Linked DNA regions of Mus musculus: all the other regions are linked to region 1. Evidence: chromatin contacts called from public promoter capture Hi-C data. All regions are on one chromosome and are shown on one strand. Each heading gives the region's core, a stretch centred on a gene start, on an enhancer-like site or on the middle of the called end of the contact. The rest is flanking DNA. Distances are from core to core; before and after follow the strand shown. Region 1 holds the start of Myl12b (myosin, light chain 12B, regulatory). Region 2 holds the start of Spdya (speedy/RINGO cell cycle regulator family, member A). Region 3 holds the start of Ndc80 (NDC80 kinetochore complex component). Region 4 holds the start of Trmt61b (tRNA methyltransferase 61B).

Evidence for each region. Promoter capture Hi-C pulls out the DNA fragments that hold promoters and counts their contacts. Capture Hi-C pulls out chosen DNA fragments and counts their contacts.
Region 2: a promoter capture Hi-C map of liver shows a contact between it and region 1, with 2.8 times the contacts expected there. The contact joins the promoter of Spdya here to the promoter of Myl12b in region 1. A contact is called at or near these places in 4 of 39 promoter capture datasets (the HPC-7 cell line, cranial neural crest, liver and 1 more) and 2 of 115 datasets of contacts at active chromatin or transcription factors (memory CD8 T cells and pancreatic cancer cells).
Region 3: a contact with region 1 is called in a promoter capture Hi-C map of pre-B cells. The contact joins the promoter of Ndc80 here to the promoter of Myl12b in region 1. A contact is called at or near these places in 6 of 39 promoter capture datasets (the C10 cell line, the HPC-7 cell line, HPC-7-derived erythroid cells and 2 more), 3 of 484 Hi-C or Micro-C datasets (group 2 innate lymphoid cells, muscle stem cells and myocytes), 6 of 115 datasets of contacts at active chromatin or transcription factors (acute myeloid leukemia, bone marrow-derived macrophages, effector CD8 T cells and 3 more) and 1 of 9 other capture datasets (adipose tissue).
Region 4: a promoter capture Hi-C map of liver shows a contact between it and region 1, with 2.7 times the contacts expected there. The contact joins the promoter of Trmt61b here to the promoter of Myl12b in region 1. A contact is called at or near these places in 7 of 39 promoter capture datasets (the HPC-7 cell line, HPC-7-derived erythroid cells, embryonic stem cells and 4 more), 1 of 484 Hi-C or Micro-C datasets (the G1E-ER4 cell line), 3 of 115 datasets of contacts at active chromatin or transcription factors (bone marrow-derived macrophages, effector CD8 T cells and pancreatic cancer cells) and 2 of 9 other capture datasets (adipose tissue and liver).

The regions. Positions count from the first base shown.
Region 1 is chr17:70,988,323-70,996,173 of GRCm38.p6, reverse strand. Myl12b (myosin, light chain 12B, regulatory) reads left to right here and starts at 5,658. Exons shown (of 4, transcript NM_023402.2): 1 at 5,658-5,701. Myl12a (myosin, light chain 12A, regulatory, non-sarcomeric) reads left to right here. Exons shown (of 4, transcript NM_026064.2): 3 at 1-64; 4 at 1,390-2,381. The coding sequence ends at 1,562.
Region 2 is chr17:71,550,323-71,558,122 of GRCm38.p6, reverse strand. It overlaps Spdya (speedy/RINGO cell cycle regulator family, member A), which reads right to left and starts at 6,062. Exons shown (of 7, transcript NM_029254.1): 1 at 5,982-6,062; 2 at 1,634-1,883. The coding sequence starts at 1,865. Trmt61b (tRNA methyltransferase 61B) reads left to right here. Exons shown (of 6, transcript NR_027952.1): 6 at 1-1,096.
Region 3 is chr17:71,522,156-71,530,054 of GRCm38.p6, reverse strand. Ndc80 (NDC80 kinetochore complex component) reads left to right here and starts at 3,198. Exons shown (of 17, transcript NM_023294.2): 1 at 3,198-3,344; 2 at 4,313-4,422; 3 at 6,396-6,473. The coding sequence starts at 4,322. It also overlaps a transcript of Spdya not described here and the pseudogene Mettl4-ps1.
Region 4 is chr17:71,595,245-71,602,757 of GRCm38.p6, reverse strand. Trmt61b (tRNA methyltransferase 61B) reads left to right here and starts at 3,997. Exons shown (of 6, transcript NR_027952.1): 1 at 3,997-4,822. n-TCgca52 (a tRNA gene) reads right to left here and starts at 3,487; the gene lies at 3,416-3,487.

The DNA of each region.
Region 1 (7,851 bases), core at 4,409-6,908:
AACGGCACTGACCCCGAGGACGTCATCAGAAACGCCTTCGCTTGCTTTGATGAGGAAGCCATCGGTAAGCCTGGTAGCCTTTAATCACAAAGTTGGTTTTTAGTTACGCAGCAGGATATTACTGACTTTTAAGTGTAGTAAATTGACACTCAGCACTGTGTGGAGGTTTTCTCTGCAGCTTTCTGGCCTGTGCTCATCACTCACCGGTTTTCCCTTGAGTATCAGTGGTTTGCAGGGAGGGGTTCATCGGTTTGGGCTAGCTAGTAAGAAAATTATATCTCAAAAAACAAACCACTAAACAAACAAAAAGTGTCAGCGACAGGAATGCCAGTGCTCTGCAGAAGTAGAAGAGAAAGCACATGGGCATGCTTCCCAAGATTTCTGCCTGTGGCTCAGCAAGTGTGTGCAGAGAGGAAGAAGACAGCTGATGCCCTGCGTCACCTAAGCTAGTCTTAAGTGCCAGGGTTGTCCTGGGCAGCTGACATAGGCATGGTCTCCTCCTCTAGCTCTCAGGACTCTCCGCAGGTTGGCTGTCTTCTGATTTTCACATACGTGGTCCTCACCCACAAAGGAGGCTCACACGAGTACATATGAGCATGATTTTATTTTATTTGTTTATTTATTTATTTGGTAGAACTTTCTCTTGGCTCCTAAAAACTATAAACTTTTCCTTTCTTTCCATGCACTAAGTTTTTTTGTGTCTATCTCTTGACACATGCTTGATTGGTATATTTTAGTTGTACCCTTATTCCCAATCACAGTTAACTTAAGTGTCAATCAAGTGAGTTGGCTGGAGTTGATGATTTCTTTCTAGAAAGCTACACTTCTAAGATTTTAGGGATTTTTTTTTTTATTATTATGTAGGATTGAAGCTTCTTTTCTAATCTTATTTTGTTTGTTGAGTTCACTTTGTGAGAAATGTATTCTTTGTATGTTAATTTCACACACCAGGAAGTTGTCAGAGTCTTTTTTGCTTCATGATTAAACTCCTGTGTTTCATTTATTTTCAACCTATGGTATATTAAGGGTTCTTAATCATTGTTCATACAAGTTGTTTGGGGAACCCTTTAAAATGCCCAGTGCTAGCAAAGAAACGAGGGCTGACACAGGGTTCTGCTTCTGTTCTGCAAGTAATGACCTTATTTTTGGCGGGTGGGTTTTATGAAAGTGATGTCAGGTGGCAGGTTGCAAGGCACCTGTTGTATTGGCTTGTGTGGTAGGTCCAGCCTTGTGCTGATGAGCCACGGCAAGGATGTAGGGCAGACAGACAGAGCCAAATAACCACACTAAGTATCTGGTTGTCTGCACGGGGCTTTCCAGGGCTGGTGGAAGTACACAGGCTGTGAAGTTGAGTGTGGGTTCTCTGACCCTCCATTCCTTATCCTCCAGGCACCATCCAGGAGGATTACCTGAGGGAGCTGCTGACCACCATGGGCGACCGCTTCACAGACGAGGAGGTGGATGAGCTGTACAGAGAGGCCCCCATTGACAAAAAGGGGAACTTCAACTACATTGAGTTCACACGCATCCTGAAGCACGGCGCGAAAGACAAAGATGACTGAAGAGCTGCGGCGGCTTCCAGCCCATTGCTCCCGTTGCCATTGGGGTATTTCTGAGATTTTCTCCTGGAGCCCAATGCATGCCCTAGCTTTACTGCTTTTTGCCTTTCTTGTTTTATATTTATTCTCAGCCATTTTGGGCCACATGTACCTTATAATACTGGAAATGGGACCTTCTGTCATTGTGATGAGAAAGTAAGTTCATTTAACTTACAGGCAGTCTTGTCCCTTGTAATAACTGCAGCCCAGAATCAATATATTTTTTCAGAGAAAGTTATCCACTCAATTTTTTCTGATTTATAATTAAACTTTCTGATAAAATGCTTAGTTGTTTAGCGTTATTTGCCACTTGACTTTTAGTTTCACGTACGCCTTTCTCTCTAAGCACCGTGGGCCAAGTGAATGACAGTCCTGTCAGGGTTTGGTCCGACTGCTTCCAGTTGTGTTATTAAAGCAATCCTGGTTTTCTCTGCTCCTGTTCATTTCTCCCTCCAGGGAAATCAGATAAAGCCCGAGTTGGGGGCCCTAGACTTTGTCTTTCTTTTGGAAGATAGTTCCTGCAGAATTGTGACCCTGCATTAGCTCTGCCGCCAGCTGGACGGACCTGCTTTACCTCGTCCATGTAAACTTCCTGCCACCGAAACTAGCAGCCGCTGAGCACACTAAGTTTTCTGTGTTCTATTTTAAAGGTTCTTTGGAATGCTTTTAACAAAAAGGACAGATTTCGCTGTGTTTCCAGCTGTTGGAAATATAGTATTTTTTTTTGTATACAGTTTTTCCTTATTATAACAACCCCTATTAAAAGACCTGTTTGTTTATACAGAGATTCCTCCTAAGTCCATATGAGAATGTTAGACATTCCTGACCTACCCACAGTCAGAACAGCTGTGGCTGCATGCCTGGGAAAGTGAGGTCATTGTTTCAACCCTATAAATAACTTGGGTCATTTTTGATAACTGAGAACAGTTGTCATGTTAATCAGGGAGTGGAAAACACCGTTGTTCTGTTTTGTTTCTAATGTTTCAAAAAGTTCTAAGTGTAAAAAGGTTTGAACGGGGTGGCTTCCCCCCCCCCCCCTTCAAACTCTTATGCTATTGAAAGACTGTTCTTGAGGGAAACCATTACCTCATTTGATAAACAATTACGTAATGCCTTTGAGCAGCAGGAGGCTTTAACCCAATAATGCCAGTCCTGTAGAATGGGGGTTGGGTGGGGGCTATTAACTAGTAACACCTACTCTTCCTTCAAGACTAGAATCACAGAAATCTGTCCTAATTTCCTGCTTGAATTTCATTAGATTTTAAGCAAAATACTTTTTTTCAGCTTATCCACTCAGTGTTAGAGTTTTGTTGAATTTCCACTTTTACTGAAGGGGGAATTAAGAAAAAAACCATAAGTATGTTTTGCTAACAAATCTTATTTCTACTGTAGGAAAAGAAAAGTACTACTAAAATTCGCTCTTGCAGCATCCATTTCCATCCAGGCAACCCCCTAAATAGCAGTTAGGAACTGTGGGTGGTCAATCCTGGATGAATTAAGTCTCTTAATTTGCTAGTAGGATTCTCTATGCTTAGGTGTGGGTTTTGCTTAAGCAAGAATGGCTGCCATTAAAAAGCTCGAAGAAATCTCCTCCAGCAGTGGGCTTGAAAGCAGAACCGATCTCTGACGTTTCTGTCATGAGAAGGAACTCAGGGTTGGTCCTCCAGCTTCAAAGCCCCAGCAAAACACTACAGTGCGCAGCCACCCGCCTGTCTGCTTTACGGCAGCCTGCTCACCTGCTTTACGGTTGTTTATGTTGCCACTGGACTCCAGTGCCCAAAGGAAACCGCTTTCTACCAAATGTGAGGGGCTGAGACCAACAGGAAGTTTAGGAGTGGGTAGACACTGACTTAGAGAGCTTCAAGTACAGGCCTTGGAAAGTTATACACAAAGCTCGTTTTAGGAGGGACTAGGGAAGTATAGAGGAGCCTACTGGATTTGGAGTGCTCTGGCCTACTGGTGTTTTTTCCTCTTCCTCCCACTACCTCCCCTCCCCCAGGGCGCAGCCCTGGCTGTGCTGAGCCCTGAGCTGCTGCCACCCACCACCCAGCGAGACCTTTCTCAGCATTTCAAGTCCCAGTTTTGCTACAGCACGGCTTTAAAGCTACTTTTTTTTTTTTTTAATATATGTAAGTACACTGTAGCTGTCTTCAGACCAGAAGAGGGCGCCAGATCTCGTTGTGGATGGTTGTGAGCCACCATGTGGTTGCTGGGATTTGAACTCAGGACCTTCGGAAGAGCAGTTAGAGCTCTTAACCGCTGAGCCATCTCTCCAGTCCCCGAAGCTACTTATTCTTTGTTGACCTATTTATTCATTTATAAAATGAATTCATGCTGTTCATAATGGTCCCTTTATGATAAAAAGCAGCGTCTAGTCTATCTGGAGCTGGGTGTGGTTAACCAAACCCCACCTGGTACCCAAGTGGATCTGCGCCCGCCCTCATGTGGCCAGGTTGTTTTAAAATGTCATCTTCCTCATTTGAAATAGGAGCGCTTCCTTCGTTTGCTACAGAAATTGGAAATGTGGGAGAGGGGGGTGTTTATGTATGGAGCCGATTTGTGGTTCCCTGGAAAGAGGGGAAGCCTGGCCCTTACATGAGTGCTGGGACTTCAAACTTGAGTCCTCTTGTTTGCATAGCAAGTACTCTTAGCCACTGACCCACCTCCCTGTGCGCACTCTGGGTTTTTGAGAGGGACTTTTGCTGTGTTAAGTTTACCCGTTGGAATGCCAGGGTTAAAGGCCTGTGCCCACCACATCCTGCTCATTAACTGATTTTACATTGCCTAGGGTGAGGATCTAGGAAGTGGTGGTAGACTTATGTAACAAACCCTGAAAGTGCCATAACTTTATAAGAAACATAATTATTTAAGCAATGATTTTTGAGGACAAATAGGATCAAAGATACAGCATCAGTACCACCTGGCGCCTATTCTCCACCTCTGACCTACGCAATCCCAGACCCTGATTTTTTCAAGCGCATATTTAAAGCCACCCTCAATTTATTAGGATTATTATCTTATTTTACATTTTATCTACTAGTTTGGGGAGGAGGCTGCACATTCCCTGGTACCTGCATACGGGGCTCAAGGAACAAATTACAGGAATTGGTTGTTCTCTGTGGGCCCTGAGAAAATAACTCAGTCATGCGTGCTAACAGGCACTTTTACCTGCTGAGCCATCTTGCTGGCCCCTAAGTTGTATTTGTATTGTCTGGACTGCTGTGAAGTACACGGATACTCAGTGCTGGAGACCATAGTGTTCCTGCCTTGGAGGAATTTCTTTTGGAAGTGGGGTAGGAAGGGAGGTGGTTTTCTACGTGTAGCGTGGCTGTCCTGGAACTAAGCTCTGTAGACCAGGCTGGCCTTCAGCTCACAGAGATGCTGCCCCAGCCTTCTAAGTGCTGGAATCAAAGGTGTCGCCACCACCGTCTGACACGGAATTTCTGATCAGACTTCTAGAATATGACCTCCCGGCGGGGAGAAAGTAAAGGCCACTGGCTGGAGTGCAATTTCAAATAAGCGAGAACGTTTCTGGAGCCCACTGGAGAGTGCTCAGCCGCCGCCCTCTTCCGGATTACATTCCTTCTCTTGAGCATTGTTTATCTAAAACTCAGTTTAACCAGGCCAACTGCCCTCTGCTAAATCAGGCAACTTCGGGCTGCCCGCTGCAGGCGCCAGGGGACCCCCAAACCAGGGCGGCTCCCAGCCCACCCGGGTCAAATTCCAGCGCTGGCGCTCCGCCCTCGGCTCGGGAATGCGGAAGGGGCGCGGGACTTGCGCTGGGAGCCGGGGAGACCAGCAAGCCGGCGCGGCTGCGGCAGGAGGATGCCGTGCCAGTGAGCTGGGGAATATGTACTCGCGGCTACAGGGGCTGAGTTCGTCGGGTCGTGCAGCCAGGCTAGTTTCCGCCGCTGGCTGCCTGGGTCCTCCGGGTCTTCGAAACGCTTGCAGCAACCCCCTGCCACGGTTGGTCGCGCCGGGCTCGCCGGTGCTCCTTCCGCCCCGCCCCCGGGCCGGAAGTGCGGCGCCGCCACTGTCCCGCCCCAACCTCCGCTGGTCGCAGTCGCCGGTCGGATCCTCTCGGGTGTGCAGCATCAGGTCAGGTGAGTGGCTCTCGACCCCGCGGGGCATCTCCCGGGCCGCATCTGTCCCTAGTGCTGCGCAACCGCGCCTGGAGCCTGCGGGCGGCTGGACCATCGGCTGGTGGAGCGGAGGTGGCTCGGTTCGAGGCCCTACGCGGTTCCTGTGCTGGCGAACCCTGGCCGAACGAGGCCCCGGGACCGTGTGCACTGGGCCTGCGACATCCGATGACTGACACCTGGTGCCCGGCTGCCCGCACCTGCCGCGGCTGCAGGCTGCAGGCTGCAGGTCCAAGCTGTGTGTTAGCGCAACTGCGTGCATCTGTTCTAGACGCGTTGGGGGAGGAGAAGCCCGCTGGTGTATGGTTCCTGCCAGAGGAAACCAGGAACTGGTACTAGAGTTCCTGGTTAGCAAATGCTAAAATGGGCTGATTTGCATAAATCCTTACTGGGTCTTAGGTCTTGCAAAGATTTAGCTCATTGTTAGAGGACAATTCGAAGAAAGCTGGAAAGAATGGAGAACATATTGAGCCAGGGATCCAAGATGAACTGGTGGATCTCTGCTAGGAGGTACCGAGCAAAAAGCTCAAAAGATGAGCATCGTATTATGTGCACAAGAAGCGCGGGTGGTCAGCCGGAAGGGAGAAGAACAATAACTGAGTACTAGCTGGGAAAGAGGAAGGTAGTTAGGGTAGGGCTCTTGGATACACACGACCCCAGGCGAGACCCTATACAATAAAATAACGTAGTTAGTTAGCCAAGGTAGGCCTCTTTCTTTAGAGGTGTACTGAAAACTCGATGAGAAATGAAAAATTACGTAAGAGGATTTGGGGAGTCACCCACGACAAGGAAGTAACACGACAAAGGATGTTTAGGGAATCGGGTTGACAGCTTTTGTTCTAGAGATGGCTTGGCTGTAGTCCTGTGTGTTAGAGAAATATCACAGCATTTTCTCCTTCAATAAACCCTTAAGTGAGGTGATGTCATTTGCCTGGGAACATCACTTCAGGAATTCATATGATGCCACCAGGGTTTTTCTATCCACTTGCTCCTCACTCTGTCTCTCTGTCTCTGTTTCTCTCTCTGTCTCTCTCTGTCTCTCTCTCTCTCACACACACACACACACACACACACACACACACACAAAGGCACCTGTTCACTGAGCTGCAGCTTATGAAGGACAGATCCCTGGGTGATAATGGTTGGCCAAAGTTAGGAAAGCCAGGGATGGGACCGATATCCCCATTCCCCCAAGGTTGAATGATACAGTTGTGTAGGGATGGCTTTCATCTGCCCCGGTTACCAGCGTCTTTGATTCTTCTGTGACAAGTTTAACATGGCGGGCGAAGCAGGTTTCCCTTCCTCCCTCTGAAGTTCCCCTTACCTGGCACAAGCACAGGAGAAAAGGGTATCAGAACTCACTATGTGCAAAGGAGGAGGACAGGTAAACAAATGAGCCTCAAAGCTTGCTACCGCCGGGCGGTGGTGGCGCACACCTTTAATCCCAGCACTTGGGAGGCAGAGGCAGGCGGATTTCTGAGTTCGAGGCCAGCTTGGTCTACAAGTGAGTTCCAGGACAGCCAGGGCTATAGAGAAACCCTGTCTCGAAAAAACCAAACAAACAAACCAAAAAAAGACTACATGATGTTCAGAGGAATAAAGTGGCTTGAAAAACACGATATCCAGGACAGTCCCTTTGGGCTCTGGGTGTGGTGTCACCTCTGGACTTGTTTCCAGGCATTAGAGGGATGTAGCCGTAGCCTATTACATTCTTTACAGGCGTGCTCCCCATGGTCAGGTCCTTGGACTTTGGAAGAGAAAGCGAGGCCAGACAGACCTTAAAGACGCCTCTTGGTTGGTTCTGTGTCCTCAGCATGGCAGGCATCGTACTTCACATCAGCTCCAGGAACACAGCAGCCTTGCCAGTGGCTGAAGTTTTCATGGTCGGCCCTTGCAGCTGCTGATACGAAAGGCACAGGGCTGGAGGGACATGTCCCGAGGCTGGATTCCTTAGGTGTTGCTTCTGCCCCTTCCTAGTTTTTATCTAGGAAGGTTGGCATAGCAACAGCGCTCATGTTATAAGCTGTTGTGGGGATTAATTATTAATATGTGTGGCATGCTTACCGCCGTGCCTGGTCCACCTGCAGCCTGCTCCTGCGTTAATAAATGTTCCT
Region 2 (7,800 bases), core at 4,813-7,312, 560 kb before region 1:
GATTTATAATTAGCATTTAATTTTGGGAAAATTGATTAGGATTGCAAGATCAACAAAATCAAGAATAATATCTATCCCAGAGTGGTGGTGCAAACCTTTAATCTGCACTTGGGAAGCAGAGGCAGGAAGATCTCTGTGAGTTCAAGGCTGGTCTGGTCTACTCCAGGCTAGCCAGTGCTATATGGTGAGACCTGTCTCAAAACAAAAACAAAAAGAAAATACAACAAAGACCAACAAAAAACAAAAACAACTCTGGTTTTGATTCGAAAGCATTAAATAGATAATCTCAAAATTGTTGAAAACTATCAGAATATAAGTAAATCCCCTTCATTTTATTAACAAGGCAAAAGTTCTTTATGTTCATTTTGCATGTTATAAATTATAAAATTGTAATTAATATTTGGAAAATTGTAGGGATAACTATTGATTTTTCTGAGAATTCGTTTTGTTAATTCTGTTTCTATTTCACAAGGTAGCTAAAATAGTAGAATCAGGTGTTTTCTTAGGACAGTGAAAAATATTCAAAAAGTTTGTGGTTAAGGGCTGGAGATGACTAACAAAATAGGAATTTGGCTTGTTGATCCCAGTATTGGTAGGTCAAGGTGGAAGGATAGAAACTCAAGGTCATCCGTGGCTACATAAAGAGTTGAAGGCTAGCCTGGCCTAGGTGAGACCCTTTCTAAAACAAAGTCAGGGGAGTAAAGAAAAGTTTGTGGGTAATAATTTTATTTTTAATTAGGAGAAATGGAAACATGTTAACATTCTCTATTCTGATGGGGAAATCTTTATAACTTATTTATATTCCTTACATATTTTATGTCATGTTTTAATTTTGATATTCTTTATATCTTACCAAGTTTGTTTGAATGCACATAGCCTTCTTCTATAAACAAGGAGGACTGTGGGTTGTGTGGTATTATTTGATTTCTTATCAGGAAACATCAACACTATCCCTTATTCTAATGTCTACCTTGCTGCCATGCATGCAAAACAGGCTCCTTTGTCTGGTATAAATACTACAAAGAAGTCTCTATTTGTCTGTTAATAAATGTATAAACAAAAGAGTCCTATATAATAAAAATTCAATTTAAACCTCATTATATGAACATGTTGATAAATGTTCTTACTTTTTCACAATGTTCCAAATAATAAGATTGAAGCTTTCTAGATTGATCAATGTTCCTATTTTGCTTTGTTTTAGCTATAAAAGTCTTGGAAAACGCTGGGCATAGTCAAACTGGGTTAGTACCTCATCTGAATCTCTATACTCTTTCAGGTCAAACAAAATTTGTTTCCTGAATTGCTCAAAATACACACTTGACATTTAGATTTAAATAGCCTAAACAGATCAATTTGAATATTTTCATTATAAAATGACAAAAGAGGGCTAGTAAGATGGCTTGGTGGGCAAAAGCACTTACCACCACGCTTGACAACCTGTGTCCAATCCCTAGGACGTGCATGATGGAAGGAGAGGACCTACTCACAGCAAGTTGTCCTCTGACCTCCACAAAAATGCCGGATGTGTGCATTCCCCAACCCCGCACAAATAAATACACTGTAAATAACTGACAAAATAGATTTACATTTCGATATTTAAGAATGCTAGACTAACAAAATGTTTTACACCTACCAAATAATTTAAAGAAAGCAGTCATTTCCTGGCGCTGTATGATTAGACAAGGCCCTCTGGGCCGCTTAGATTTGTTATTCTGAGCATTGTTTTCAGATGCTTCCCAACTATCTTTAAGAATAGGACGTTTCAGACTAATAGGTTTTCTGGTTTGATGTGACCTATTTGAGCCTGATTTTACATGAATAGTGACAGTAGGTGGTGTCTCACAATACATCTGATTATGCCGCATTTTAGCTTCCCAAGATTCCTATAAAAATAAAAATACAAGATTATTGATCACATCATGCATTTCTATATAAAAACTAACTGCATACTATCAGATGCAGTCATATCAAATGTTGATTTTGCTATTAAAATGTTAGTTGTAACACTGGATCATGTTAGAAACTGCTCTTACAGTACTCAGAAATGCTCTGCTGCTTCTGAGTAAATACCCCCTCTCCGTCCATTTTGCTTTGGTTATTCTGGAACTCAAAATCAAATCGGAAACTTGTTTGTTCTTTTTTTGTGGTCTTCCTTCTTTCCTGGTAAGTTTTTCTGGGTCACAAAGTCTCCATATTCAATAAGCAGTTATTGGTATTTTCTGAAAAGTTTTAGCAAATAAATGGCACATGTGCTTTGTAGGGTTCTTACAAATTGATGTGCATATGTGTGGGGGGGGGCGGGTGTTGTTGAGACAGGGTCCCAATATGTAGCCCTTGGCTGGCCTGGAACTAATTAGATAGACTAGGTTGGCCTCAAACTCGCAAGAGATCTGCATGCTTCTGCCTCCTGAATCTGGGTTTAAAGCTATGTACCATGCCCAGCTCTAAAGTAATTTAATTTTTAAAGTTGTTACCATCCTATCTGAATGGCTGACTATAAGCATATATTAATATATAGTGCTATGTAAGTCTGAAATGAAAGTTATCTGTCATTATTCAACAATATGAGTGTTCATTACTATTTGGGATTTGTTGGTGACTAGTGGATATTATTACAATTAATATTACCTTTTGGTTGAATTGTTTCATAATAATAAGGAATCGAAAAATGAATAAATAAAGTGAGAACAACTCCAAGATCCTAATGAGACCCTCTGATCTATGACTCACAGTGACCCAGGCAGCCACACTACCCTTGGCATTCAGAGAGTTATGTACAGATTTTCTCTCCTGACTCTTAAAAGCTTTCCTGCTGGAGGTGAGGCTATACCTAATATAAAAACTAGCTGGATACCTTCAATCTGAGAGTCATATCCATATTTTATATTTTGTGTTTGTTTTTATTTTATGTGCATTGGTATTTTGCTTGCACATGTCTGAGAATTTCAGATGTGCTGGACCTGAAGTAGCAGACAGCTGTGAGCACAATGTGGGTGCTGAGAACTGAACCTGGATCCCTTGGAAAAGCAGACAGTGCTCTTCACCACTGAATCATCTCTCCAGCCCCCCATAATTTTATATTTTTTAAGCTGTACTAAAAAAAAAACCAAACAAACAAACCCACGAGGGCTGGAACTATAGCTACTTGTTTAGGACACACAAGAGTTGGGCTCAATCCTCAGCGCTAAAAAAAAAGGAAGTTAATTTTTGTATATCTAATACAATAGAGCTAACATATAATTTTAACATCTAATCAATATAAAATTAATGAAATCATTTTGAAATCATTAATGAAATCCTAAATCATTTAAGTCTGGTAGATTTTTAATGCCTTATACATGTCTCAGTTTTGATGCTGATTAGTAAATAGTTTGAAATACAGTCATATAAAAATGAAGTAGTGCTGGGCAGTGATGGCACATGCCTTTGATCCCATAACTTGGGAAGCAGAGGCAGGCGGTCCTCTGTAAATTCAAGGCCAGCCTGGTCTACAAACTGAGTTCCAGGACAGCCAGGGCTACTATACAGAAAAACCCTGTCTTGAAAAAAAAACCAACAATAACAAAAAAAAATTATATAGGATAGTATTTTACACTCCTTTCATTTTATATTTAAATTAAGTAAAAATCAAACTTTTCTGTTGTACCGGGACAAATTCAAGTGTTTAATGGTCACATATGGCTAGTGGTTACTGTATTAACCAGTGTAGGGTTAGATTATAAAGAATTAGGCAGAGAGCCTAGAAAGATGGCTCAATAGTTAAGAACACTCACCATTCTTCCACAGAACCCAGGTTTGAATCTCAACACTCACATAGTGATTCATAAGCATCCAACTCCAGTTCCAGGGGATTCAATGCCCTTTCCTGGCCTTAGAAGGCAGCAGGAATGCAAGAGGTAGGGGTGTGTGTGTGTGTGTGGTGTAGAAAGGAAGAAAGAAGGGATGGAGAGGGAGAGGAGGAGAGAAGGAAGGAGGGAGGAGAGAGAGGGGGAGGGGGAGAGGGGAGAGAAGAGGAGAGGGGAGAGGAGGAGGGGAGAGAGAGAGGGAGAGGGGAGAGGAGGAGGAGGGAGAGGAGGGGGAGAGGAGAGGAGGGGAGAGGAGAGGGAGAGGGAGAGGGAGGAAAGTATCTTTAGTCTGAGACCAGGCTAGTCACAGCATCTGTAGCCACAGCTGTATCTTCAGTCTGAAACCAGCGTGGACAACATATATCTCAAAGACCAGCATGGACAACTCAAAGCGAAACAAACAGAACTAACCAACAACCAAAATAGATGGAAATTATAATTAGTTCTACAATTATTTGTCTTTTGATTCCTTCATCTGCCTTTCTTCTGGGGGGGGGGGGACGACCCAACAACAAAAAACCAAACAGTCATTAAGTTTCTCAAAAAGGACCAGGGCAGGGCTAGATTCAGAGGTAAGACAGATATATCAGAATGCAGAACACTGTGCTACATTGTCCAGGAGCTAAGTTTTACTCAATGGTAAGTGACTTTTAAACAATGTTTTTATATTGAAACAAAATAAGAAAATGCAAACTTCATGTATCAGATTATTTCATCTAAGACTTGAGAAAACAGGGAAAGGAAATGGCTGAAATTCCCAAATAGAGATTCACTAAAGTTCATAAAGACTGAATCAAAGTTTGTGCAGTTAAGAGCTTACGAAGAAAAACTGCAGCCTGTGTCAAATTCTACTTTGCTGTATTTTTTTTAAATTTAGCTCTTTGTTTAGATGCATCAATGAGTAAGAGTTCTAATGCAAGAGGGAAGAAATAAAGAACAAGTGAAAAAACGATGAGGCATTTCTCAAGAGAAAGAGTGAACGGGGAAATAAGAGAAGCTCGCTGATTGTCTCCAAACAAGACACATTCTGTCCTAAAGGGAAGCTGCTTAAGACGAAGTAACGAAACAAGACTCAGAAAAATAAACAACTCCCAAGAGTCGACAGGCCCCTGTCCAAGGTTCTAAAGCAGTAAGGACGGCAGCTTTCCCAGGGCTTCCCCTGAGCTGGGTGGACTTTTCAGGGACGCAGCTTGAGCCACACAGGCTCTATCTGTCAGTAAGCCCTCTCCCACAGATACCCTTGTAAACCCGGGCTTCACCAAAGCGGACTTGGGTGGAATCCCTACTTTGCTCTGTCACGAATGCCCTGTCTAGGGTGAGCAGATATTGATCGATTTGGACCTCTGAAGGAAAAGTCTCACAACATAAAAGTTAAAGATCCTTCAACTCAGTGGCATGCATTCGACCCAACATTGGGAAAAAAAAAATCACAGCAAAATTCATAAAGACGATGTCCGGGTGTGTGAGGTCTGGGGTTCTGTTTGTCTGGTACATACAGCTGAATTCTGTAAGCATCTGAAGAAACTCTGGCGACAGGATCATATGTATGTGTATGGCTAGTGGTTACTATATATATTACATATGTGTGTGTGTGTATACACACGTATACATACACACACACACACACACACACACACACACATATATATATATTAGAAATAGTTTCTCCGTGTGAGCATCTGACAGTCAATCGCTGACGACAGGGGGCAGGTAGGCAGGAAAACTTTCGTACTTTTGGAGAAAGTGGCTAAAGGTGTCGCGATGAGACGCGACAGCTCAGAACTCCAGCCCGGGAGGACTCGGGCCGGGGGCGTGGGACACGGGACACAGCGGCAGGACTCATCCCTCAGCCCCGTGAAGAGGCCGAGCCTCGCTCCCCACCGCGCACCAACCCCGCGCCACCCGCCGGAGCCGCACTGCCCGGTCTCCCTCCTCTCGCCCCGCACCGCCAGTTCCCGTCCCCGCCTCCGGGATGCCCGGCCCTTGGGGCCGGCGGGGCTGCTCGAGGCCGCGGGGATGTGGGGCTGAGGCGTCCCCGCCTCCTCACGCAGGACTGTGGGAGCGAGAGGGAGGGCACAGGCGACACCCAGAACCCCGCCATCAGGCCCCGGCGGGCGGGCGGGCAGGTGAAGGTACCTGCGCAGGCCGGCGAAGAGCGAGCGGCCCCACAGCCTCCGCCTCAGCGATCTACCTCAGGCGGTTGCGTGCTGGGTCGCTAGCCGCAGGCCGCAAAACCCGCCTAAGAACCTCAAGCGGAGGGCCGGGAGCGCGCGGCCGCGGGAGCCAATCAGAGCACGGGAACCGCCGAGGGCGGGGCCTGCGCTATCGCCCCGCCCCGCCCCTCGCTGACCGGGTCGCCTCCGCCTTCTGCCGTTATTCCGCTCCAGCTCTCTGTATCTTGATGCGGTCGCGCTTTCCCTCGAACGCTGGCTGTGCGGAGCGGTTGAGGAGCCCCGGACAGGACGAGGGGACTGGGCTGCCCTGAAGGACCAGGGCTGCTTGCCGTTCCCCCTCCCTGCCTCTCTGCTCGCGCCTTGGACCTGGGTGCTTCTTCCCTTGTGCACAAGTGTGTAAGAGGAGAAAGAGCCCACGCATGCTAGCTCAAAAGGTGTGAAATAAAGTGGCCTTTAGTGAGCAAAGGGCAACGTTCTTCCATTCACAGCCCTAAATGCTCCTTTTGTCATGCCCGTGCCTTCCTGAGACTCCTGGGATATAGCTGGTGCATAATCAACGCTTGCCAGTCCCACCCCTCCAATTCAGAATCTGCTTTATATATATAGTATGAGAGCACCATACAGTTCTGACTTGTTATCAAACTCAAGTAGACTAGTAACTGAACTGGTAATTAAGACTCTCTGTGGAATTTTGGGTTGGTCCATACATCCAGAGATTAACAGACAACATGAGTTGGGTTGTGGAATCTTCCCCCTTTTAGCTACCTGTACTCAGTGTTTTGTAGAACTTCCTTAAAATGTGACTGAGTAGATAAAACCAAGGTCATGGTAATGTTAATGGCTTAGACAAAAGTGTTACCAGCCCATTAGATCTTCAACCTCTCTCAGGCTATCAATTCACCTATAAAATCTCTAACAAGAAACACTGAGTCAGGAACTTAAGGAAACTGATGCTACGTGATGCTGAAGTACACTGAAAAGGTATGTTTCCATAATAATGTAAAAAATATTCTAAACATACATACAATGAGCCCTTTGAGTAGGAGCTAATTCGACTGTTGTTAAGATCTCAGGTTCAGGGATAGAGAGACAGCTCTATGGTTAAAAGTACTTGCTGCTCAAATTCCTAGCACACATGTGGCAGCTCACAACCACCTGTAACTACAGTTCTAGGGTATCCAACATCATCTTCTGGCCTTTGCTGACATAAGGCACACATGTAGCACACATGCATACATGCAAACAAGACACTCATAAGCATTCAATTTTTAAAAATGAAAATGAGTAAACATCTCAGGTCCATTAGCAAATGGCACAACAGAAAGTACCTTAAGTAAGGAACCCAAATAGAATTCAGTTCTTTGTTTGTTTGTTTGTTTGTTTTTTGAGACAGGGTTACTCTGAATAGCCCTGGCTGTCCTGGAACTCACTTTGTAGACCAGGCTGGCCTCGAACTCAGAAATCTGCCTGCCTCTGCCTCCCGAGTGCTGGGATTAAAGGTGTACGCCACCACGCTGGGCTAGAATTCAGTTCTTAGTCTCCAGCCACCCCAGTTATCCCGAGGACCTGCTCCCTCATCTTAGCTGTATCTTCACAAGCATGTATTGAGGATGAAGCAAGATATTGGTAAACTGGGAACTGTGCACACAGTGCTTTAGCACTTCCAAGGATGTGACAACTTGTAGAGAGAATCTCTTATGTACTGTGTGGAAGCATCACCTGTTAGCTGAGGCAGGAAATAGAAGGTAGGACATCTGGCAGAGAAAGAAAGGATTCTGGGA
Region 3 (7,899 bases), core at 1,949-4,448, 540 kb before region 1:
TGGAGACAGGAGGATAAAAAGCCTGTGATTCTCAGCCAGGCAGTGAGTTGGAGGGCAACCCACAATCGCTCTTGGACATGCTAACACCTTCTGCATTATTAACTCTTTTATACTTAGAAAATGGGGGGGCCTAGCAAACACAGATGTGGATGCTCACAGTCAACTATTGGATGGATCACAGGGCCCCCAATGGAGGAGCTAGAGAAAGTATCCAAGGAGCTAAAGAGATCTGCAACCCTGTCGGTAGAACAACATTATGAACTAACCAGTACCCCAGAGCTCTTGACTCTAGCTGCATATGTATCAAAAGATGGCCTAGTCGGCCATCACTGGAAAGAGAGGCCCATTGGTCAGGCAAACTTTATATGCCCCAGTACAGGGGAACACCAGGGCCAAAAAATGGGAATGGGTGGGTAGGGGAGTGTGGGGGGAGGGACGGGGGGGACTTTTGGGATAGCATTGGAAATGTAATTGAGGAAAATACGTAATAAAAAAAATAATAATAAAAAAAAGAAAATGGGAAGATGTTTGAGATACTTAATGAAATTTTTTTGTTTCATGTTTAAAAAAAAAGACGCTTAACACTTCCTACTTTCCCAACAGAAACAGAGCCCTCTTGTTCATCCTCATTCAGTAGATTTTCGGTTTTGTTACTTTGTTGGTGCTCTTAGTGAACAGCTGGAATTATGTAAGGTTTGGTGACATTAAATAGCTCAGATCGGAAAACATATTTTTGGGTGATCATTTCACAACTTCCTCCATCCTCACTGCCCGACACAGTAGTGGAGTCAGGAGCAAAGCATGTAGCAGAAGCTCCAAAAGGAGACCTGGGATCCAGCTGAAGAGAATCCATGTAGACAGAAGAAGTGGGGTTGTTTTTTACTACAAAAACGCTCTTGACACTGGGGAAGTTGACAGTTTACTTTGTTAATGAAATGACAAGATGATCCAGTAACCACCCAGGAGGCAAATGATGCACCACAGACATTCTCATAAAACCAAACCAAACCAAACAAACAAAAACCTGATAATCAAGAATCACAACCAGAGGGCTGGCGAGATGGCTCAGAGGTTAAGAGCATTGACTGCTCTTCTGAAGGTCCTGAGTTCAAGTCCCAGTAACCACATGGTGGCTCACAACCATCCATAATGAGATCTGATACCCACTTCTGGTGTGTCTGAGGACAGCTACAGTGTACTTATATGTAATAAATAAATAAATCTTAAAAAAAAAAAAAAAGAATCACAACCAGGGCTGGGAGTATAGCTCAGCGTGCGGGTCCTGGGTTTGATACCAATGTTGTAATTAAGTTCTTACTGTCCTGTATATCGATGATGTACTTTGTACACACAAGTAGGTTTTATATTTAAACATACAAGGTGAGTGTGTACATACCACCTTTAAGGAAAAATGCGATACTTTAAATGTCTTTTAATTTCAGAATTGGTCATTCAAATTTTTCAGCCAACTTAGCCAAAGATGCTTCTTAGTTTGATCCTCCTTTCTTCGGGTGCCCTCTATGGTCCTTTTTTGGTCCTTGAGTCAAGGCACGAGTCCACATGGTCCAAGTATTCAAGTCACTAAATCCTTAAAAGGTGAGTGTCTTGTCAAGTCAAAGGATAGTAATTACCTACAAGAATTTACCCTTTTTTAAATGATATAAATCTATTTAGAGAGGGCCACAGGAATGAAAGGAAAGACAGCTGTTGTGCTTTCAAACTACAATTGCCACAGGAAGTCACTCCATTTCTCAGATCCCTGCCCTACCTAATCCTTATCAGTTGTAGGGCAGTAAGATTAAAAGAGTGCTCTAGCCAAACCAAGTGCAGCATGAATAGTAATCAGAAGTTCACAACTTAACTAGTTTGCTAGGTCAAAACTTCAAGATTTATAATCTGTTTGAGCCACACTCCAGTAACTAGGTTTTACAGAACATTTTTATCTTCACTTAAGATATGTTTTGCATTTCTGGATATAGCTTTATTATAATGTAGTGGAAACCTTAAGAGAAAACCGAATAAAAAATAAATTAAAGGCTCGTCTAATAGCATTTATAGTCAAATTTCTTATGCAACTGACTGCAGAATAGTGTTTGTTTCTTAAAGACAGAGAGTCACTAGGTTGCCCTGGTGTATGCCAGGTCCATCAAACTGGCCTCAAATTCAAGACTCTCTCGGGTGTGGACCCTGCCCCACATACAAACTAAAGTCATTGAATTCACTGAGCCTCAAAATTATCTCTTTAGTTTTTGGAGTTGTTTGTACGTGTGGGTTTTGTTTGGGGTGGTTTTGCTTGGGTTTGTTGGTTGTTTTGTTTTGATATAGTGTCTATGTTGCTCTAGCTGTCCCGGATCTCACTAGGTAAACCAGGATGGTCAGAGATTCCCCCACAACCTACCCCCACCCCACCCCCGCTTCCAGAGCGTGGAAATTAAAGGTGTGTACCACAACGCCCGACTAAAACGATCATTTTTATGTTCTAATGCCATTAGTTTCAAGAAGTAAATGAACTGCCGCTTACAGAGTCTGAAATATAATGCCTGCTAATATATCTGCTGACTACTATTTGGTGATGGAGATCTTCGTGATACCTGAGATTTTGGTTTCCCAGTAGAGACGTAAAGTGAGGAGTCACTGTGACCGCTAGGGAACCTCAAACTCAAAAAAGGACTGCTTAGCTCAAAACTAGCTAACGGCACAATAATGCCGAGAGCCAGGAATCTACACTTTAGCCCAGGGACAGGCCACCACCATCCGGGAACTAGTAACGCCTGCTTGTTGTTCCGAGGCTGGGCGGCGGGAATCCAGAGCACTTGAGGAAGCCTGATGTTAAATATCCCTCAGGCTCGTCCACCGCCACACTCGACAGCCTCTCCTAACGTCAGGAACCTCACGCCGCCTCATAGGCTTGGGTCCTGGCCTCCATCCTATCGGAGACAAACCCGCGCTTTCTACTTCCAGGACGCAGCCATATTGCTGTACGGAACTTGATTCCAGGAGGGCTCGGGCCGCTCCGCCCGGACAGCCCTACTCGTCCTAGATGCCAGCTTCCCGGACAGGGCGGGACTCCCTTCGGGTCACCGACGCTAACGACGACCTGGGAAGAGCCCAGAGCTCGCTTGGCCCCCGATGCGGACACTTCCGGCGACGAGGGCGGGCGCTGAGCGAGCGCGCATGCGTACTCGCCGTCGCAGTCCTGACGTCAGCGCGGGCGGAAACTTTAAAATTCAAACCGCCTTGGGTTGACGGAAGCGGACGCTCTGGTTTGGGCGGCTGTTTTCGTGTGCAGTCGTGCGGTTTACGGAAAGCTGGGCGCCGGGTCTCGTTGAGAAGCTGAGCGAAAGGTAACTGCTGAGATGGGATCAGCTCTGTGTTAAAATGGTCCGCGGCGCTGGAGCTGACTGTTGCGAGGGAGCTGGGGTGGGATCTGCCCGGCTCTGCAACGTTTGTAGCGGGAGAAGGCGATGCTAACAGGTGGGGACTGACAGGGGGAAAGCTGATTGGTGTGTTGTGTACCCGTGCTGATGCTGCAACTTAAAAGCCTGGTATGGACATGACTGGAAACCAGTGAAATCATGAGAGTAAAACTAGGTTGAACGCAAGCCACCAAAACAAGGAGGGGTGTGGCTCAGTGCTCAGCGCTCAGCCCAGCTTGCTAAAGGGTCTGACTCTCCACCCCTAGCTCAAGACAAAACAACAACAATAAAAATGCGATCTGTCTAACCCTCTGTGGAAGCTAGGGCCGAGTGCATAGTGTCTGATGCTGCAGAGATGAAGACAGACTCCAACGTAGACATTATTTTGATACTTGTTTTAAAAGCGGGAGCAGCCTGTGTTGTAAACCGGATTGTTTATCTTTGTTGAAAGGTGTTGCAGTAAATCTCCAACCCAAATAAGCCCAGGCAATGAAAACACAACTTAATTAATATGAATACATGCTGTGCGCCTACATTGGGCAGATCTATCACTACACTACCATCTTCCCCATATAAGAGACCCCTTAGAACTTCTCCAGGCCAGGTGCTTCTGCTCTACTTTCCTTCTCCTCAGTCGTCCCCTCTCCTTTTCTCCCAAAACTTTCAGCTCCATCTTCCCCTCTTTTTTCTGCCTCGTTTTTTTCTACTTGAAGTTGCGTAGGTGTTCTTTGTAAGAACTTCGGTTTACATGGACAAATAAATATAGCATACAAGGAAACGATTGTTGTACAGAAACAAACTTAGTTGCTTTCCTACTAGAGGATAAAGATAATAATTGTTGCTCGTTGAATTGCTTGAGTCTGGAACATTTTCCTAACGCTGAAATCCTGAATTAGGTTTCGAGAATGAAGCGCAGTTCAGTTTCCACCTGTGGTGCTGGCCGCCTCTCTATGCAGGAGTTAAGGACCCTGGACCTCAATAAGCCAGGCCTTTATACCCCTCAAACGTAAGTGCCTCCCCTGTGCTTCTCAGCTGCTTACTTTACTGTCTAGAGAAAAAAAAAAAGTGCCAGAAATGGTTAGTACAAAAGTGTAAGTGATGTCTTGGTGACTCCTGTCTCCTCCCAGTAGTACTGGATTAGGGGGAGGGGGGCAATGAAATATAAAAGTGGACACGATGCTAGGTTTTAGCTCGTTGTCTCTCCAATTCCCATAGTCAGATTCTTTACTGGGCGTGCTATAAAATAATTGTCAATGCTTGCTTTCCTCTTATTCCTTTGTTATTAGCCGTTTAAGTAGGCACCATGGTATTACTCATTATTTATTAAGATGTTTCCAAATACTAAAGGTAGTAATAAAATGGAAGCAGATTTATTTGTTTTGGTGATAAGCTATAACATAATTTCCTCAAGTTTGGGGGCAGGTGTCCAAGGGAACGTGCTACATAGCTCGGTGTGGTCACACACACACCCCTACAATTCCAGTATTCAAAAGGCTCTAAGAAGAAGATGGCTCAGGGCTGGAGAGATGGCTCAGCGGTTAAGAACACTGACTGCTCTTCCAAAGGTCCTGAGTTCAAATCCCAGCAACCACATGGTGGCTCACAGCCATCTGTAATGAGATCTTATGCCCTCTCCTGGGGTGTCTGAAGACAGCTACAGTGTACTTACATATACTAAATAAAGCTTTAAAGAAAAAAAAAAGAGAAGATGATGATGATGATGGCTCAATGTGAATTTAAGGCCAGTGTGGCTATATAGTAAGTTCCCCAGCTTGTATAGTTCACAGAACAACCAACCAACGAATTTCTTATGGTAAACATCAGTTTTTCTCTCTGAGATTGCTCTTCCAGTTAACAGAAGGCTCTCTCTAACCCTATATCCTATAAAGTCTACATATAAGCTAGCTACTTAAAAAGCCATTCGTAAACACTTGTATTGATATAGTATAAGGCTCCACTACTTTTTTTGTTTGTTTGGGGTGTTTGTTTGTTTGTTTGTTTTTGAGACAGGGTTTCTCTGGCTGTCCTAGAATTCACTTTGTAGAGCAGGCTGGCCTCGAACTCAGAAATTTGCCTGCCTCTGCCTCGCCAACTGCTGGGATTAAAGGTGTGTACCACTACCGGTGCCTGGTGAGGCTCTACTATTAGAAATGTGAACTATTTACATATTTTCTTTCTGGATACTTGAAGCACTTTTTTTTTAACCATGATACATTTCTTAGACCAAAAAAGATTTGTGCATTGAATTGTACTTAAAATGTTACCATTGCCATTTTTCTTATAGTTTAGAAAATAATGGCTTAAATGGCTATACCTAGTTCCATGCTGAAAGAAAAATTTTGAGTCTGAGGCTAACCCAAACTACATACTGAGTCCTAGGACATCCTGGAATACAGACTTAAGACCCTATCTCAAAAATTTAAAAAGTAAACTTTAAAAGAAAGAAATTCAAACAAAGCTGTCACCCAAAAATTAAGTACTTCTTCTATTTTTATTCATAAAGCATATATTTTTTTAAACCTACTTTAATCAGGGTTTTTGGGTTTTTTTTTTGTTTGTTTTTTTAGATAAATTTATTTTATGTATGTGAGTACCCTGTCAGTGTCCTCAGACACATCACAAGAGGGAATCCTATCCCATTACAGATGGTTGTGAGCCACCATGTGGTTGCTGGGAATTGTACTCAGGACCTCTGAAAGAGCAATTAGTGTTCTTAACTGCTGAGCCGTCTCTTCAGCACCACATAAATAAATTTTAAGATAAAAAAACACATAGATTAGAAATTTTTAACATTTTAAAATTATACTATCTTGCAGCTCATCTACCTAACAGCTACCAAAAACTTCTATGATTTTTCAAAAATTGTTGTGGGTAGTGGGACAGTGGGAAGGAGGTATTAACTCTAACATATTTCAAAAATTACTTAAACTAGTATTTTTACACTTGATTTAAAGAGTTGTTTTCAATGTTTCTTTAAAGCAAAGAAAGATCAACCTTTGGAAAGCTGAGTACACACAAACCGACATCGGAAAGAAAAGTCTCAATATTTGGGAAAAGGTAATGAGGTTTTTAATTATATTTAATGAGTAGATTCTTATTTCTTCATTCTCTTAGAGCTCAGTAATAATGATGGGTTGTAAGGGGCTTTGAAGCAGGACATATGATCCGGTTTTCCTGTGTTGGTTAAAATCCTAGGTGATGCCTGCTTTACATGATGCTAGTGATGAGAAGATTCTGTGATTATCAGGTGATGGTCAAGGCTACTGTGTTCTGTACCGAGTTCTCAGAATCCGATGGATAAAGAAGAGCCATCTTCTATTGCAACATTTGAGTTTCGACTCTTTCACACTATGAAGGCTAATAGTGACTTCAGAGAGCTTTTGTTTTATGGTCTATGTCTGCCAGAATTGATTATATTAGAAGTTAACCTCAGAAGATGTCATGTAAACGCAACTCTAAATCATTATAATCTCATATGGTTACAAAAATAAAGTGCTTTTAATCTTTAAAAACCTTTCTGGGCCAGCAAGATGGCTCAGCAGGTAAAGTTACTCAACTCCAAGTCTAGGAATCTGCTTTCAACTCCCAGTCCCACAAGGTAGGATGCCTCCCAGCCTGGGCCAGGATAGCAGTGGATTCACAGAGTAGGACTCTGGTGATGGCTTTAAAGTCGGGGGGTCTCAGGGCTTTCTAGCTCTGTAATTATACTGAAATGCTGATGATAACTTCTAAAAAGTCCTAAAAACTTTCTTGCTCTTTCTGGGGGTAAAAGACTGCTGGCTTAGGCAATTAACACCTTTAGCCTAACAGTGGAGGATTAAGCAATGCTGCCCTTGTTTTTTCTCAGCAGGAACTGCTGGGCTCTAACTTTTCAGCCTGCTAGTTGGAAGTCACAGGAAGAGAAGACGCTTAGAGAAGTGATTATAGAGTTTATTACCAAGTTGTAAAAAGTTTCCTATGAAAGCTATCTAAGGGGAAAAGCGAAAGATCCTAAGTGGGGAAAGGCACAAAGTCTCCTATTGATCTTCGTTCTATTGATGATTCTCGTGCTGCTCTTTGTCGTCAGTACTTAGACATCTTTCAGAATACATGATCACGTGTTACAAAGTTCATCACAAGTTCACACAAAAAATCAAATCATAAATTGAAACAGAAGTTTACAACGGCGAATGTGTGCATGCATATCCATTAGGAGTAACTATCTGGCTAAACATCCATCATCTGTCTGAGCTCCACAGGTTCACTGAAGGTTTAAAACCATAACTAAGCTATTAGTGAAGTTTTGTATAGATAAACCCAGTCGGTATTTTATCTTCTGTCCTAGCACCTACAATAAATCGTTAGTTGCCTTTTAATGACCTTTGGTTGATTGTTTAAAACCTTTTGGAATGTGCTCTGAGTAGGAGAAAGTCTGGTTACCATCTAAGAGCAAATAACTGGTGATGCTTGGAAGACTGACAGAGTTCTCATTGCAGCTTTGACT
Region 4 (7,513 bases), core at 2,748-5,247, 610 kb before region 1:
TGAGACCCATCCCATGAGAGAGAGAACCAACCCCTGACACTGTTAATGATACTCTGCTGTGCTTGTAGACGGGAGCCTAGCATAACTGTCTTCTGAGAGGCTTCATCCAGTAGCTGATGGAAAAGATGCAGAGGCCCACAGCCAAGCATCAGGTGGAGCTCGGGGAGTCTTGTGAAAGAGTGGAGCCATAGGGCTCAAAGACACCACAAGAAGACCTACAGAGTCAACTGAATTGGGCCCATGGGGGCTTACAGAGGCTAAACTACTAACCAAAGAGCATGCATGGTGGGCTGAACCTAGGCCCCCTATACATTTGTAGCAGATGTGCAGCTTGGTCTTCATGTGGGTCCCTTAAAGCTGGAGCTGGGGCTTTTTCTGACTCTGTTGCTTGCCTTTGGATTCCCTTCCCCTAACTCTGGCTTCCACATGGACACACACCCATGCGCATCCTGAACACACATGCACACACACTTCAAAGGGCTATTTTAAAAAAATGAATGCCAGTGTCCTTGGAGACCAGAAGCTCCACTGGACTGGAGTTACAGGAGGCCGTGAGCTGCCTGATGTGGTGATGTGCCTGAGCTGGGAATGGAACTCAGAGTAGCATGAACTTTGATTGTTTGTTTGTTTGTTTTGAGACAGGGTCTCTCTATGTAGGCCTAGCTGTCTTGGAGCTTGCTATATAGACTAGGATGGACTTGAACTAACAGATATACTCCTGTCTTTACCTCCCAAGTGCTGGGACATGTGTCACCATGCTCTGCTAATTACTCTCAGAGCTGGGGTCTAAACTCAGGGCCTTGTGCTTGCTGGGCAAATATTCTGTCACTGAGCTGAACCCTAAGCTCTGAGTATGTACTCTTAACCCACGAGCCATCTCTCTAGTCTCCTTAGAAAAGCTATGTTGTATGGCTCAATGAAACACAAAATCCAGCAGCAAGTAGTGCTTATATGACCACAGTTATCTGAGTTTTGAATCAGTGTAGCTAAAACTGTGGTAAGATAGTTCTGGCAAACACAGGTAGGAAAAACTGCGTGGAGAGTTGAGGGTTAAGAGCAGACAATGGAGGGGAATAGCTAAAATCTCAGCTGCATCATGAAACATCAATAATCAATGATGCATATAACTGAAAAATCCACAACCACTAACAAAAGAATATAGTTGAGCAATTATAGCAACTTTGGAAAACTTAAATGAAAACAACTGGGTTTATTATTTAAGAAAACTACCCAGAATTCCATTTTTCTAAAGTATGTTTTGAAGAAAACTAAAAATAAGCATGGAGATAAAAAGCTACATATATGGCATCTTTAAAGGACTTATCCAGCTCTAAGTCCAGTTGTGGCGATCCTCTGCTCTGAGAACTTCTCTGTGAACGAGGTCACGCAGGGTAGTGTCTCTCCACAAATGGCACCCAATCTGAATCTTTCTGCCTCTTTGACTTCCCGAAGCTCACTGCTCTCCACATTCTCCCCAGCACAGATATAGGTGAAAGCCACTTTTCTTCCTTGTTGGGATAATAATGGATTATAGAAATTTGAAAAATCGCCGGGCGGTGGTGGCACATGCCTTTAATCCCAGCACTTGGGAGGCAGAGGCAGGTGGATTTCTGAGTTCAAGGCCAGCCTGGTCTACAGAGTTAGTTCCAGGTCAGCCAGGGATATACAGAGAAACCCTGTCTTGAAAAACCAAAAAAAAAAAAAAAAAAAAAAAAAAGAAAGAAAGAAAGAAAGAAAGAAAGAAATAAATTTGAAAAATTGGTGTGTGTGTGTGTGTGTGTGTGTGTGTGTGTGTTGGGGGGGAAGTGGAGGCAGTGGCAGTTCATGCCCTTAGGCTCAGCCTTTAGGAGGCAGAAGCAGTCAGATCTCTAAGTTCTAGGCCAGCCTGGTCTATAGAATGAGTTCTACGACAGCCAGGACTACACAGAGAACTCTGTCTCAAAAAAAAAAAACAAAAACAAAAACAAAAACAAAAACAAAATTGCAGAAAGGAGATATTGTCTAAAAAGTGACACTTACATAGACTGTGTCCATTTTGGGATCCTCTTCTCTGATCTCTGAGCAGAGGAACTGATACGGTAACTCAGTAGTTAAGTGACTTTGTGAGCTCTGTTCTCCCTGTCTCTGAGCATTGATCTGTTTTCATATTTTAAGCGGCATCACAAGCAAATGTACTTTGCCAGCAAGGGAAAAAGTACTATGGCTTTGTTTTGCGTCTTTCCTTTATCCGTTCCTTCAGGGCTCATGCTAGGATTTCAGGGATACAATCTGGGATAAGAGAGATCTATTCTCCGAACCCCAAAGCATAATGAAGCCTAGGAGACAGACACTGTGGCCAAACAATCCCGCCACAGTGTTAGTAATGGAAAATAGAAAGTCTCCTGAAATGGAGGCTGTGCTGGGAGATCTGCCTGTTTCTGCTTCCCTGGGATCAGAGTTGTGTATGTAAATATGCGCCATCATGCCCTGACTTAAAAGAAATAGTGGAGGGAGGGAAATGAATGCAACAAAATATGTGTGGGTATCAGAGGAAAGTCTGCTTTTCCACTGGAATCCTACCATAGATATCTAGTCATCAATCTCTTTGGCACGTACCTTTATCTGCTGAGCCATCTTGCTGTCCCCCTTTTAAACATGAGTTCTGGAAATCAAACTCAGATCCCAGTTCTTGCAAAGCAAGCACTTTTTACACACCCAGCTATCACCCCACCATTCCTTAGTCTTTAGAAAGGTGTATGGTACCATCAACAAGAGCTGCTGAACGTGGTCAACCTAGTTAGAAATCCCACCATCCCATTTCTCAGCTACCTTGTCAGGGGACTTGCTGACGTCGTTTAATCTTCTTTGTATAGTAGGTCATAAATACTGATTTCTAACTGAATTGCAAATTTTCAATATATGTGCATGGTACTGTCTGATTCTCAATAAACTTATAGGCAGGCTAATGATATTTAACTTTGAGTGCAAAAGGTAACTTCAGTTTTTTTGTTTGTTTGTTTTTGGTTTTTTGAGACAGATGTGCTGTTGTACAAATTTTATTTGTTTTTTGAGACAGGGTTTCTCTGTGTAGCCCTGGCTACCTGAAGCTCACTCTGTAGACCAGGCTGGCTTCGAATTCAGAAATTCGCCTGCCTCTGCCTCCCGAGTGCTGGGATTAAAGGCATGCGCCACCACACCCGGCTAACTTCAATTTTAGGAAGTGTTTATTGCTGGGCAGTGGTGGCGCACAGGAAAAGAAGTGTTTATTTGGGTAGGCGGGGTGGTTAAAACAGTTGTGTTGATTTTTTTTTTTTTTTTTTTCCTGTTTATTTTGTAGCTTAGCCATCGGATAGTCTCTGGCTATCCTGTAACCCACTATGTAAATTAGGTTGGTTCTGCCTCCCAAGTGCTGGAATGTGCCACCAAAATTATAGGAAGGGGGCACCTGGATTTGAACCAGGGACCTCTTGATCTGCAGTCAAATGCTCTACCACTGAGCTATACCCCCGGTGGCTACTGCCACCTTACTCTACCTTTGTGAACACTCTAGACCTCGGGCTGAGGCTGACCAGAGAGTCCCTAGCCATTCGAAATAGACCTCCCAGTTATGAGCAAGGTGTGCGGGTCAGCAAGCAGTGCGTCCTATGACGCCTGACCAACGATTTTTCTGGGCTAGATGACTTTGGACTCTTGGGGATGATGGGTGACGGTCCTGTCCACCACCACTAGTGACTTAAACCTGGTTAAGACTGTCCAGGTTCCACGTCTAGTCTTCCCGGGTCTTCCTGTCCCTGGGCGGCTAGCGGAGATTGGTGAGCAGTAAGTAAACTCTGTGCTTTTGCCACTCGCGGAAAGCCAGGATTTTAGCCCGGAGGCCAACGAGCCCTAAGCTCGGGCCACCGCATGTGCTGGACGCCAAGGCGGTGACGCACTCTGTCGGCGACGCGGGGGAGCCCACAGCCTGCACTACCCCAAAACCGGGCAAAGGGCACGGCGGTGGCTACGTCACACGTGTGCGACAGCACCTGCTCCGGACGTCAGGCTCTCTAAGGACGACGTGGTTCTTCCTTGTGAGGTTGAGGCGCCCGAGAGGCGATCAGAGCTCAGAGCCGATTCATTCCTGCTTGACTTTGGGTCGGTGCCTCGTGAGCGAGCTCATTTCCCGGGGTTGCGGGTCCTTGCCTGGGGACACGCGAGTTGGAGAGCGCGTGCACCGGTCGTTCCCTTCCCGTGCTGCCCGCGTCCGGATCGTCGGGACCCGGTTGTCTCTAGTATGTGGAAAGGCTCGGGCTGGGAACTTCGAGGGAGGAGTTACCCCCTCGAGATCCGGAGGACCAGAGCGGAGAGCAGGGCCACTGAGACCCTACAGGATATGACTCCGAGGATCGCGTGCTGGACACGAGTGGCTACCGAGCCCGGAGAGCTTCGCGCTGCCTCCTCCTGGTCCCTTTCCAGAGGACTCTTTTCAGTCGGGGATGCTTATTAAAGCTCTGGCGGGAAAGAGAGAATCACAATTAAAGAAATTAGTCCTACTCTGCAACGTCGGACACTTTAATAGTAACTGGGGAGCGATTGCGTTCAGGGAGATCGAGGACAAGTATCCTGGCCAGATCCTGACATGTTTTCCCGGTAAGAGTTCTCTGCGGAGGCCACCTTTGGAGGACTCTGTATATTGATGGAAGAGGGAACGCCGGAACCTATCCCAAAAGTATTGTCATGGGAATTAGGTGTGTGTGGGTTCCAGGAAGGGCGAGGACGGACGGCGCACTACCACAGTCCGATGAATGTTCTCATCACCGACCTTTGGAGTTTTTCAGCATGTTGGATTTTTAAACATGTTCAGGTACTGATAATTTTAGAAGGAAACAGAATTTACATTTGATATTTGCCACTCCCTTATCTAAAATGAAGATTATGCCAGTTTACTAGCAGAATGGTATGGACTCGCTAAACAGAGACGTACCTGTTTGTTCCCCACAGCTCTGAAGCGTATGGGTATTGATCTTAGGATGTTGAACTGTTTGGGGGTACATTTTGTAGTACCATTGTAATAATACCATATTTTTTTGTTTTTAATATTTGGGGAGTGGGCCCTGAATGAGAACTTGCAAACAGTGTGGAGGTCAGAGGGTAACTCTCCCAGAGTCTCTTCTGCCACCTGGGATCCTGGAATAAATTCGGGTTACCAGGCTTGCCTTCGTGTCTACTGGCTGAGCCATCTCGCAGGCCCTGTGGCAGTATTTTAATAATGATACTTAATAAGGAATGTTACTGGAAATCCATTATCGCATACATATTTGTATTAGGGTTAGGGATGTAACTTAGTAGTAGAAGGCTTGCCTAGACTGCACCAAAAGCCCTGCATTCCTTTCCTCAGGGAGCGGCACATAAATGGCTATTCACCTCAGTTAGGACACCAACAGACCATTCCATCCAAGTCCAGTTTGTTTGGTTATTGGGGTTAAAGCCAGTGTGATTATTGAGTTCAGTACTGCTGTGTAGACATGCCAAGGAGTCTGGAAAAGCCCCATCCAACCATGGATGACTCCTTCCTAAAGTCACAGCCCTGGAGTCCCAAACCCAGTAAACCTACCTCTTGTAAGCTGTGCCACCCTAAGACCATGTGAAACTGCCATGGGGAGGCGGGGAAGTTGGCTGGTTTGGGTGGGTGAGCAGGAGTTGGTGGCTAAAACACACACCCCCTGCCCCACTTCAAGGAGGGAAGGTGAATAGGCCATCCATGGGATTTTTGGGGGTCTCAGTTGAATAATCACAGCTACTCTGATTTCAAGATTACAGAGGTCCTATCTGCCTAAAGGATGGAGTTCCATTACACTCTACCCCAGCCCCACAAAAGGCAGCAAAGCCATGCAGATGTTTCACCACTAGTGAAACTAGTGTCTAGGCTCTTTAGCTTTTAGACAACTAGCAGGCTATTGTGGTGAATGCCTTAAGCACATAGCAGGCAGAGGCGGGAAATGCATTGTGATTTTGGGTTAGCCTAGTCTACATAGCAAGGTTCTAAACTCCCTAATATTATAGTTCTAAATTAAAAGTTAATAGTTTCCTTTCCTCCTCTCTTCCTCCTCCTCTTCCTCTTCTTCCTCCTTCCCCTCCTCTTCCTCCTCCTCCTCCTTCTTCTTTTTCTTCTTCTTCTTTTGGATAGGGTTTCTCTGTGTAGACCTGGCTGTCCTGGAACTTGCTCTGTAGACCAGGCTGGCCTCGAATTATTAGATCCATCTGCCTCTGCCTCCTGGGATTAAAGGCATGTGACATCACACTCTGGCAAATAAAAGTTTGTTTCCTTATATATTTTATGTATAAGTGCTTGTATGTATGTCTGCACATCAGAAGAGGACATCAAATCCCAGTACAGATGGTTGTAAGCCACAGTGTGGTTGTTGTGAATCAAATTCAGGGCCTCTGAAGATCAGAGCAGCCAGTGCTCTTAATCACTGACCATATCTCCAGCCCATCTCTTCTCTCTTCTCCTCTTCTCTTCTCTTCTCTTCTCTTCTCTTCTCTTCTCTTCTCTTCTCTTCTCTTCTCTTCTCTTCTCTTTCCTCTCCTCCTCTCCTCTCCTCTCCTCTCCTCTCCTCTCCTCTCCTCTCCTCGTCTCCTCCCCTCCCCTCCCTTCCCCTCCCCTCCCCTCCTCTCCTCTCCTCCTCCCCTCCTCTCCTCTTCCTTCCTCTTCTTCTTCCTCCCCTCCTTTCTTCTTTTCCTTCCCTTCCCTTCCCTCCTTCCCTCCTTCTCTTCCCTTCTTCCCTTCCTTCCTTCCCTTCTTCCCTTCCCTTCTTTTCTCTTTCCCTCCCCTCCCCTCCCCTCTCCTTCCCTTCCTTCTTTCCAGTACACAGTTCTTACCCAAACAGAGTTTTCTTTGTTGGGTTGGTATGCAGTGGTTCATACTTGTAATCCCAGCATGTGGAAGTGGGGGCAGGAAGATGAGTTCAGTTTCTTGGCTACATAGTCAGTTTGAGACTAGCCTGGGGAACATTGAGACCCCCATCTCAACAAGGGAGGGACAGCCAATTTCTTGGTCAAGTTCCTCTTCTGCTTACATTGGATTTTTTTCATTATTTCTAGCAAAGGGTGTCTAATAACTTGATAACTGATTTTTAGTCTCTCATCTATTTCCTTGCCATATTAATCTTCATAAAATACCCTTTCTGTAGCCTCAGGAATGTGCCCTAACTGCTTACCAGGCCAAGTGCAAATGCCTCAGGCTGGCTTTTAAGTCTGTCTCCCCTCCGAAGGGAGCAGTGCACATCCTTCCTGTGCTGTGTTTAAAACCATCCCTACTCTGAGAGTTTTCTTCAGTTCTCCTGATAGTTCGAAGACACTAGCTGCTCTGCTGCCTCTGAGCCCTTATGGCCCTCATCTGTAATTTCTCATTGGTTCTGTAGTGCTGCTGGGTTTGCTAATTGATCTCTGAATTTTCACTTTATCAAGCAAAATATAAATTCTTGGGCAGGGCCAGAATCTAATTCACTTTCCATTCCTGTTTTTGACCCTCTGACAGTAGTGTAAGGCAAGA